Regions from separate parts of the Sus scrofa genome. Here region 2 is linked to region 1. A link is a contact called in public HiChIP or PLAC-seq data. All regions are on one chromosome and are shown on one strand. The core of a region is the stretch at or near the end of the contact, and the rest is flanking DNA. Distances in the headings are between cores, read along the strand shown.

Region 1 (5,035 bases), core at 306-2,805:
AATGAAATGTCTAGTATTAAAATGTCAGAATATCACTTATTTTATACACTTAGCCCCCCAGTAAAGGAAACAAAGTAGGCGAAGTGTTACTCACTGTTACGTCTCCTGATGAATTTGTGGAGGGACAGTGTCCATACTTTTCTTTTCTGTATGTTTGAAAAACTGTAAATAAAAGCAAAAAATAAGTAAATACCTGTCATGTTAAAAACACAAATAAAACAATTCCAAGACAATTTGTATATATTTATCTAAAATCCAGGTAATTAAAAGAGGAAGGAACTAAATTCTAGAGTGTCAATTAATTTAAAAAATCATAAACTGAAATGTCTAGCTCCTAGTTTGAAGAAGAAGCTATAGAAGTTGATTTTGGAGTGTGTCTTTGTTATCTCACAATTAGAAAGAAGTTGCCTCTAAAGTAATAGGTTTTTTGGGTTTTTTTTTAGTTTTAAATCTGAATTTTCACATCCTGATTTTAGGTGAGAGCTGTGGAAACTGTCAGGTGGTGTCTGTGCGTGCGTGTGTGTATCACACTCTGCAAAACCAAGCACACGAAAAGTCATGTCATTGAAAACATTTAAAGTCCTTTTTTTTTGTATCCTAGTTGGAGGGAAAGCACTAGTGGTGGGTGGGTGGTGGTGGTGGGGTTGCTGTGTGTACCTCTACACACATACACTAAAACATGTTTGTGCAGCACTCAGGCAAACGTGTCACACAGCTAAGCAGGAATTTAAGGAGGATGTGCAGTGACAAAACAAACACAAAGTCTCCAGGGCCAGGAGGGGACCTAAAGGTCATTTGACCCAGTATCCCCTCTGTGATAACCCTGTGCCCGCCTGCCTTGACCACACTCTGCAATGGCCGATAGGAAATTCCAGCAGCCCTCACGCCACCTCTTGAACCACCAGAAAAGACTTTGCCTCTATTAACCCCATCTTTGTCTGCATTTGCATCCTGTGGTCCTTGCTCTGGGTCTGGGCCCCAGGGTCTCTGACACAGGAAGCCTCTGCCTTCTTCTGCGTGATAGATAGCCCTGCAGCCTGCTCATTCCCCGAGCTTTCTCTAGCTTAGCAGCCCCGGCTCAGGCATCGAGGTTAAGTTTCTTGCCTATGAATGATGTCTAAGTTTCCCTGTGTGTTTTTTTAAAGTCCAGCACGCAGAACTGAACAGAAACCCACTTAATTGTGTTCTTGGTTGTATTGCCATTAATAAAACTAATTGTTAAAAGCAGAAAGGGGGGTTGATCTTTAGACCGTCAGCAACATGCAGCTGTTGGCATTTCTCATGCCTTCTGTTTTGGCCTCAGTTTTGGGTGCCCGATCACACTGCTGTCTCAGGGCAGCATGAAAGAAAAGGAAGAGCCTGGACTCCCCGAAATCTGGGGATTTAGGGCTAAGTCTCCCTCTGTGGCCGACTCAGAACATAGGTCTTTAGGCTTTTAATCGCTTCTGACATCCTTTACCTAATTTGTAAATTGAGGGTTTGAGCTAGGTGATTTCTAGTGGCCCTGTGGATTCAGCAGTGCTCTCTGGAGTTCTCATATGATACAGTGTTTCTCCAGACCAAGGCTGGCAGCCTTAGCTTTAATTTGAAAGGGAGAAAAACACTGTCAACAACCTCGTGCTGCCTGCCAGCCCCACGTTCCCGCAAGAGCCCTCCGAAGTAGCTCCAATGCCATGAGGAAACTTTGGCCTTCTGTGTGCCAAGTGCAGGTTTAAGGCAGCCCCTCCTTCAAGCGGCCACAGGCAGCTTAGCTTTAAGAAGGCAAAGCGAATTTACGACGTTAAATAATCATCAAAAAAAACGTGGAAAGTCTTACCCGAACGAATGAACGTAGACGTTGAGGTGCTGTTCTCATCTGATGAGGTGCAGTGCGACGTGTGTGATTGCCTTTGATCTCCTGAAATAGATCTCATAGAGGGATCTGAGCTACTTTGTGGTGTTTACAGCCTAATCTATTCTCTGCTGTAAAATAATGCACAATCTATAAAGGGAAGCTAGAGTTAATTGGTCTTAGATTCGTTTGAAAGTAGCACATTATTTTTAATAATACCCAGTGTGCTTTTGGGGGGGGCAGCTGAGGATTAACTATGGTCATAAGAAACCCAAGGTCCTTCTTCGGTCTTGACTGTAACATTAGCTAAGATTTATTGAGCGCTTGCCACATGCCTGCACTGGGCTTAGCCCTTTCCACGTGCAGCCTCGTTTCATCCTCAGTGAGCTCTAGCAAATGGGTGCTGTCGCTTTTTTCATGATACAGATCCGGAAACTGAGGTTTTGAGGAGTCAGGAAACTTACCCAGGGTTTGCCTACCTTGCAGGGAGCTGGGATGGGATCTCAGGCCAAGCTCGATCCAGAGCTCTGTCTCCTGCTGGGCCACGGTGGGGCTGGCTGCTTTGCCCGGACTTGGGCCTCTGGTCCTGGAGAATGGAAGCACTCTTCTTTTTTTTTTTTTTTTTTCCTCCTTACAATAGGATTGCATCTTTATCTTACTTTATAACCATACATAGTCATCTTTAACTTGCATATTGAATGTTCTACGTTTTCGTCCCCGTTGAGTCTGTTGGAAAATTAGTTCTCTTTCTGTAGAATCCAAGTATGAAATCATTGTATATTTCTCTTTAGATCTATTTGCTTTTCTGCCTCTAAAGATTCCATTTGAGCAGAGAGGCTTACTTGAGAATAAGGGTACTTTGTTGGATAAAAGTGAGGCAAACTTTTATTTTGGCAGTAACGGAAATAAAGTAAATATCACTATAGCATAGACCTGTATTTCCAACTCATTTTGCTCAACTTTTCCAGACTTCCTGAGTAAACACAGATGGCTTTCCACTTATTTTTCAGTTTTATGTAGAAAGTTCTTTAGACTATAAATTCCACATGCTACTTGGAGTTTTCAGTATTTGCTTGATTGTATGCCATTGGCAGGTCAGAAACCTAGATTTAGACGTTATAAAGATTTAGAAGCTGATGAAGTGTAGTAACGTGTTTTCATTGGGCTCTGTTTTGGTTTTTCCTGGTGGTAACTCTAAATGTTTTAGTTCAGGTCTTAAGTTGGTGGCAGGGGGAGTTTTGAAAGCCTCCTATTTTTAAGTAGTGAAATGGGGGGGGGGTGCTCTTCAAGAAGATGGCCTTCTGAGCTGAGTTCTCAGCTGCCCATCACTAGTAATCTCCTGGACTGTTAATAAAATTAGAGAGACTGGAAGGTGGAAAGAGGCCTGAACACCTGAATCTGTCCCCATCTCAGCCCCCTGACTTCAGGGAAATGGATTTATATATTCTGCAGCTTGATTTTCCTGTTTGTGTTTAAAAAAAAAGGCCATGAGTCTGATTTCACCTGTTATCAACTAATGATTATAGAAGTTAGAAGATCAGGATGTGTGCTTGGTTAAAAATCGGAGAGGACAGGCTTGCGTGTGGCTGAGATCTTAACCCTGGTTTGCAGGGTGCTCTGTCCACAGATTAGACGCCAAGGAGCCTCTGCAGAACTGGCAGATGTGCAGGCTGAGATGCTGAACTGGGGGTCTCGCCTTGTGTCTTGTTGTGTTAATGAAAACACTTCCGTGCTTTCTTGCTGAAAATGTTAAGCTTTTAAAAAAAAATAAAAAGGTTTTCTTTTTAAAGTAGAAGGTAATTAAATCAGATTTCCATTCAGCACTATCTTCTCTGTTAATATCTTGTAGTACTACCGTTATGGCAGGGGGTGTATGTAAACAGCTCTCTTGCTTTCCTGGCAAACTGCGGAAGGAATGCAGAGGCCTTTCAGCCTCCTATCATGTCAGCTAACTGAATTTTTACCTGGAGGAATGCTGTGGGGTTCCACTGTTACTGCTTAATCATATTTTGGCCCTGATAGACCAGGTTCATTTGCACTACTAATTTTTAAATAAAGAAGCTATGTTTTTTATTTTCCGGCTTTACTGTTAAGCATCAAAAAAAAAAAAAAAAAATCAGCACAGTTGATTATTGAAATTCACTCCTAATTATTTTAGTGATCAATACTGTAAAAAAACCACACACAACCACCCAGCCACTCACATTATCTGTCATTAGTAAATATCTGCTCCGAGGATAGAGTTCCACGTTGATCGAAAGAAGAACCTTTAGTTTTAAATTGAAACTTAATCTTCTGCCTGCCGGTGCTTCTTCCTTCCTACTCCTCCTTAAAAAAACAAAACAAAAAAACCCCCAAAAACAAAACTCTCCTTACCTTTTGTTTGGTTTTGTTTACTTTCTTTTATAATAGCCTTGTAAACAACCATGTGCTTTCTAGACTAATAATAATACACGCCAAGCAAACGGGAAGAGTTTTTCCTTTCTTTACCACCTGTCTCTCTCTCCCGGGAAGGGTGGTTTCTCGGCTTGCTTCTTGTGTCTGCAGGATTTAATTTGTAGAGACCTTACATATGTGGTCGTTCAAATATTATCTGAAAACAGCCATAGACAATTTTTGTGGGTTGTTCATTTTCTTATTTTGCTGCATTTAGCAGGGCCGATGTATGTGTTAAAATTTACATTTAGTTGGCAGAAGAAGATTACATTTTAGCTTTGCTCTCTTATTTTATCTTCCTAAAGGAAATGTAGACTATTGCCTGTGATATTTGCTATTTATGAAACAGGATGCCATTATATTTTAGTGAAGCTAAAACTAAAGCAAATGTGTTTTCTTTGTTTCTATTGTATTTTAATTTTTACAACTGCTTAGTGTTTACTGTCTTATTTACCAAAACAACAATCATTGTAAATAAAAACTGAAAAACACATATTGATGTAGCTTAAAAAAAAGAAAAGGAAGAATCAGAAGGGGGAGATTTTTTAAGATGCCTTGATTAGTGGATCTTTATTTTAGTCAACTTTAGAGTTGCTTGAAATCTCAGTATTTTCTCAACTGACCATACCTTATCTGTCTGTCTGTCCCCGTCCTTCTCTCTGCCTGCCGTCCCTCACTGGATGGGCTGATGGGAAAAACATGTCCCTTCAGGAGCTGGATGAGGTACTGTGTTTTGAATATTTTTGTATGTTAGTTTATAAAATGATG
Region 2 (5,536 bases), core at 1,491-3,990, 200 kb after region 1:
CTCGAAAACAATGGCGTATTGTTGCCATGGGTCAGGCTTTCGTGGGAATGTGTGTTTGTGTATTTTAAATGGGTTTGGCTGCAAACCGCTGCTAGTGAGGAAGCAGTGTTAGTGGGATGGCCAGGTGACATTTTCAAGATAGAAAAACCTTCACCTGGTAAACCCAGCACACGTAACGCCAAGGCTGGACTTGTGTTTCTGAGACGAGGAGAAAGAAGGCAGCCTGTTAGAAAGGCAGGGGACAGCGACATGCCGGCTGGTTGGTCCTCCGGCCACCGAGCTGCACACGCTTTTGATCTTTCTCCCTCTGAATTCACACTGGAGAGAGACCTTCTCTTTCCTTGTAAAGGGGAGCGTGCCCCCACGTGATGTGACCTGTGACCTGTGACCTACTGCCGTTGAGAACAACGCAGAGGTCGCTGGCCCTTGGCTTCTTCCTGGCAGACCGTCCCCAGAAGCACAGGGCAGACTGGCCAGCAGCTCCCGACCGTCATAGTTTTGGCCAAAGCTGAGAAAACGTGCCCCACAACCTCATCACAAAGACATGTCCTGTCCCCCCACCCAGAGCCTCCTGACCAGCTCACACCCTCCCGTAGAAGCGACTCTGAAGAAACCCAGTTCCTGGGCGGCCCAGTCCGGCCTCTCCCCCCCAGGCCCCCGACGCACAGGCTGATGACAACCCGGGAGCAGTAATTCTGGACTCGGGGGGGCCCTTGAGCCCGCCGACGTCCTGTAGGAACGCTCCTGCCTAAAGCTGCCTGGACATGGGGACCGGCCCTTGGGGTGGGTCTCCCGGGCGCCCTGCAGCCCCCTCCAACCCCTCTCCCTGGCCCTCCCTGCAGGAGTTCTACGAGCATGCCAAGGCTCTGTGGGAGGACGAGGGCGTGCGCGCCTGCTACGAGCGCTCCAACGAGTACCAGCTCATCGACTGCGCCCAGTAGTAAGTGCCCTCCCCGCCCGAGCCCCGCGGGGCACACCCCACACCTCCACTCCCACCGCCCCAAGGTACTTTCTTAGCAGCCAGCCAGGTAGTCTCACCTGCCTTGAGAAGGTTCTAGTCTGATGCATTTATCTTCTAGGGGCCTTCATGGCACGTTTTAGTGCAGCTACGTTATTTTATATAAACACTTAATGCCTGGCAGAGCAAAGTGATAATCACCTGCCATAAAGCCATGGTCGTCGTTAATTAGCTCAAAGTAATTAATTGAGTTGACCTGCAAGCATTTAGAGAGGTGGGACAGCTCTCACACTTCGGATAATGTGGCAATTTTGTATTGTATTTACCGCAACTGAAAAACGTGCCAAAGAGGAATGGTGAGGACAGACATGTGCTGCCCCCGCCCCAACCTCCCCACCGCCCGTAAGGGACCACAGCAGCTGCCAGGGTTCATCTCGCGTGGGCACCATGTTGGATGCCATTTCTTGTCCTTGTTCCTCATTCAAGGGGCCTCCCCTGCCAAGGGGTCCTTGCCCTGTCCTCCTGTCCCTTCAAGGCTCTCTTGCAGTGGGCCTGATGACGCCCAGCCGGGAGGCTGCCTTTAAGACAGCTTGACCACCTGTCTTACCCTGTGCATCGTGCGGTAGACACATGGCCTTCAGAGCCGTGAAAAATATCTCAAAGAGACCCTCTGTTTGCTCGTGTCGCACACATGTACCAAGCGGTCTCAGGCAACGTGCTCTCAAGTTGGACTGTCTTTTCTGACAATACGATAATCCTGTGTCAGCCCCTCGTGTAAGTAACTGAAACGCCAACAATTTGCTTTGGAAAATGTTCAGTAATCAGGACCCAGGGACGAGGCTGGCTCGCCAAAAGCTAAAATCGTGCATTACCCAGGAGCCCCGCGCCTGAGGAACTTGGGGCCACACAAAGCCAGCTCCCCAGAACCCCGTCATCTGCACAGCACCCGAGCTCCTCTTGGGGTCTGCGAAAGCTGTCCACGTCCCTTCACCGGCCCTGCTTTCCCACAGCAAGGGCACTCGATGCTTTTCACTTGTCACCCCTACAGCTATTTTGTGACTTAACACGCAAGCAAACTTGTATATTTTTTCAAGGAACAGAGAAACAGTCCATCTGGGCCGGTCGCCGTGACCCCCACCCCCACCCCTTCTTCAACAAAGTCCCTGATTTTCTCAAAAGTTTGAGCTTAAAGCTGGAAGTGCTAATTATAGTAACACAAAACACATGGAAATCCTGGAATTGTTTGCCTTTTGTTTTCTGGATCCAAGTCAGAAGCACAGGTACAGGATTAGGCAGCTTTGACCACCCCATTCTTAAGAGCCCTGGGGGGGCGGGGCGGGGTGTAACAACTTCATTAATTCAGTTTAGCCAGCTTTCTTTTTTTTTTTTTTCTTTTTTTTTTAAATCGCACACCATTTCAAAAGTTTTTTTTAAAAGTTTTTCGAAAGCCCTATCCACGCATGCCTGCAACTTTATCTGCAAATGGCAGCATGTGCACAGTTTATGGAAAGTTTTAAGGAAACTCCGAGAAAAAGAGAACAGAGCTTGACCCTTTTAAAATGTCTCCTTCCCCGGCCAGCCGCCTCCAGCAGCCCTGCCTTCTTCGTAGCCCGCCTGTTTCTGGCGTAACTGCCTTTAGGTTACGGCCGAGGTCCTGGGGACGTGCCCGTTCCTTAAGGTGCCTGTTTTTATTTGTTGAGCTGGGCTTTGGCTGGCCCCCCTCCAGATGTCTCTCTCACAAGATTTGGTGCTGATGAGCTATTTATAGACCTGTGGTTCGGTTGCCATGGCAACGTGCTGGAGGCCAGGGCGGCTGGGGAGCTATTTCTGGCCTGGTGCTGTAATGTAAGCCTGATTGGGCAAGTTAGTGTATCCTCGAAGCCAGACTCACTTTAAACTGGTGAAAAGGAAAGGGGGGGGGGCACCACCTTATAGAATTTCTTTAAATTTTTCTCGCTTTGATTTTCTTCTCTGATTAGCTCACTTTCCAACACCTCCCATCCCCCCTTCCCCCCCCCCCAAAAGCTGGTTTCCACATTAACTTTCCATGGTAATTACCTCAGTCCAGTCTTTTAAAAGTTATTTTTCCTAACAGTGTGTCCAGTCGGGCAACCCAAGCAAAGAGCCTCCCGACTCTGGGAGGGAGGAAGCATTCTCACCCCTAGACAGCCTTCTCACCCCTGAGACCCCCAGACCCCGCGCCGCCACGGTGCGCGCCCCCTGCCTGCCTGGGGCCCCAAACCTGGATGGCGGTGAGGTGCTTTGAAAGCTTCCTCTCTGGGCTGGTCTGCTTCACGGACCAAGCAGGACGGAAGGGAACTGGTGTCTGTTTCCTGTTCGGTGCGGTGCGGGCCGAGAGGGCCACTTCCTAAAAGGAGAGATACCCTTTCTGAGTTAATCCAGCAATCTCATCTTCATTCGTCCTTTGGGCGAAAAAAATCCTTGCTTCTTTTAAGCGTGCCCTTTTTTTTTTCTTCATTTTTTCAAAAACTCCCTGACATGGAAGTGTACAGTTTTCAAACGACTTGCCGTTTTAGTCAAAGCCAAACAATCTGAGGGTGTACTGTTTTACTCAGGCATTACCCAATGGCACACAGTCAGGCCTGATTTGGGGCCCTGGGCGGATGGATTTGCACAGAGCGAGTCTTTTCAAATTAAAACCAGATCAGATCCCCCCCCCCCAACTGGCCTGTGCTGTACCTGTAGGCCAGGGGTCCTGATTTATCTTAAATCCTATTTGCGCGAACCTTTGTAAGGCATCCGCTTGACCCTAATGAACTTCATGGGATGGTCGTTTTCGCTTAGCTGGACCTTGTGGCTGGGCAGGAATAGTGGGCAAATTGGCCTGAACGTGTGGTCACCCCCGTGTGTCTTTCTTCTGCTCCCAGCTTCCTGGACAAGATTGACGTCATCAAGCAGGCTGACTACGTGCCCAGCGACCAGGTATGCACCCCTTCTCACAGGGCAGAGGATGCAGAGTCTTCTTTCCAAGCCAGTCAGCATTTTTGCTCCAGGTTGGCAATGATTAACACTTGGGTTGGTTTTGGTGAGACCGCTTAATCTGAGACTTTGTTTTAGGACCTGCTCCGCTGCCGCGTCCTGACTTCTGGAATCTTTGAGACCAAGTTCCAGGTGGACAAAGTCAACTTCCAGTAAGTAAACGGTTCCTTTTTTTTAGAAAGAAAAATAGGTTTCTCGAGGTCCCCCCGCAGTGAGCATGGTGGACCATGGTAGCCCTTGTGGTGACCAGGCGTCCTCTCTCTCCTGCAGCATGTTTGACGTCGGTGGCCAGCGTGACGAGCGCCGCAAATGGATCCAATGCTTCAATGGTATGGAAGCCCTGGGCTTCTCCACTCTTTAAGGCTATTTCCCCCCGCCCCCGATGGTTCAGGCTCATGGTCACTCCTAACACTGCATCCTCTTTCTCTCTTGTGCCGAAGATGTGACCGCCATCATTTTCGTGGTCGCCAGCAGCAGCTACAACATGGTCATTCGGGAGGACAACCAGACCAACCGCCTGCAGGAGGCCCTGAACCTCTTCAAGAGCATCTGGAACAACAGGTTTGTGCGGTGACCCCCCGGCGTCCTCCCCACGGAGCTCGAGGCCCTGGATCTGCATGGTGCAGGGGAAGGAGTCCTGTGCAGGCACCCCAGCCCCCTGCAGAGAGGGCGCCCCCCTTCCCGGGCGCTGACCCCGCTCTCCTCCGTGTTAGATGGCTGCGCACCATCTCTGTGATTCTGTTCCTCAACAAGCAAGATCTGCTGGCTGAGAAAGTCCTCGCTGGAAAATCGAAGATTGAGGACTACTTTCCAGAATTTGCTCGCTACACTACTCCTGAGGATGGTACGTGTGGCCTCCTGCAGTGGGTCGGTTCCCCGCTGGTCCTGTGGGTCGTGCACACGTTAAAGAGTTTCTATTCTGGATTTTAAAGAGCACCTGAAGGAACAAACAGCCTTCCGGAATGGAAACCCCCCCCCCCCACTACCACCACACTCTTAGGGATCTGTGGGGGCGCAAAAAACAAAAAAACAAACCCTTATTTTAATTCCTTGAGTAACTAAATATTTATATTCTTCGCAGCAACTCCCGAGCCCGGAGAGGACCCACGCGTGACCCGGGCCAAGTACTTCATTCGAGATGAATTTCTGGTGCGTAGAGCCTGCCTTTCATCCTCTCTTGGCTGGTTCTCTTATTCCTAGGGGGTGTAGATTTACTTAACTCTAAATTCGGGGATCAAACCATCCAGTTCCTCACTGGCGTTTCACCAGTAGCCAGTGTGTCTCTTAGCCCTTGCGCCCTTTGACTCGGGTGTGTTTTCACATAATGTCAAAAAAGGGTGAGGGCTCCTTCTTAGACGACCCCACCCCCCAAGGGAGGGCGTGGCTTCTGGAGAGGCGGCACTGACCGCGTTTCCTCCCGTGCCCACAGAGAATCAGCACTGCTAGTGGAGACGGGCGCCACTACTGCTACCCTCACTTCACCTGCGCTGTGGACACTGAGAACATCCGCCGTGTGTTCAACGACTGCCGAGACATCATCCAGCGCATGCACCTCCGTCAGTACGAGCTGCTCTAAGA

Evidence for each region. HiChIP or PLAC-seq counts read pairs in DNA pulled down with a chosen protein or histone mark.
Region 2: a contact with region 1 is called in an H3K27ac HiChIP or PLAC-seq map of skeletal muscle. The contact joins two enhancer-like sites. A contact is called at or near these places in 2 of 2 datasets of contacts at active chromatin or transcription factors (alveolar macrophages and skeletal muscle).

The regions. Positions count from the first base shown.
Region 1 is chr17:58,843,711-58,848,745 of Sscrofa11.1, forward strand. All of the region lies in intron 1 of STX16 (syntaxin 16), which reads left to right. Among named protein-coding and RNA genes, the nearest start is that of STX16, 5.9 kb to the left of the region's middle. Within about 2 kb of position 1,556, at least 8 of the 83 cell types and tissues checked have an H3K27ac peak or open chromatin away from gene starts, as enhancers often do. A contact at or near this core is called in skeletal muscle, where this site is marked.
Region 2 is chr17:59,047,096-59,052,631 of Sscrofa11.1, forward strand. It overlaps GNAS (GNAS complex locus), which reads left to right. Exons shown (of 13, transcript NM_001130215.2): 6 at 843-940; 7 at 3,847-3,901; 8 at 4,037-4,110; 9 at 4,229-4,287; 10 at 4,399-4,519; 11 at 4,672-4,802; 12 at 5,040-5,107; 13 at 5,388-5,536. All of the region lies in intron 2 of LOC110257458 (a long non-coding RNA gene), which reads right to left. Among named protein-coding and RNA genes, the nearest start is that of GNAS, 64 kb to the left of the region's middle. Within about 2 kb of position 2,741, at least 54 of the 83 cell types and tissues checked have an H3K27ac peak or open chromatin away from gene starts, as enhancers often do. A contact at or near this core is called in skeletal muscle, where this site is marked.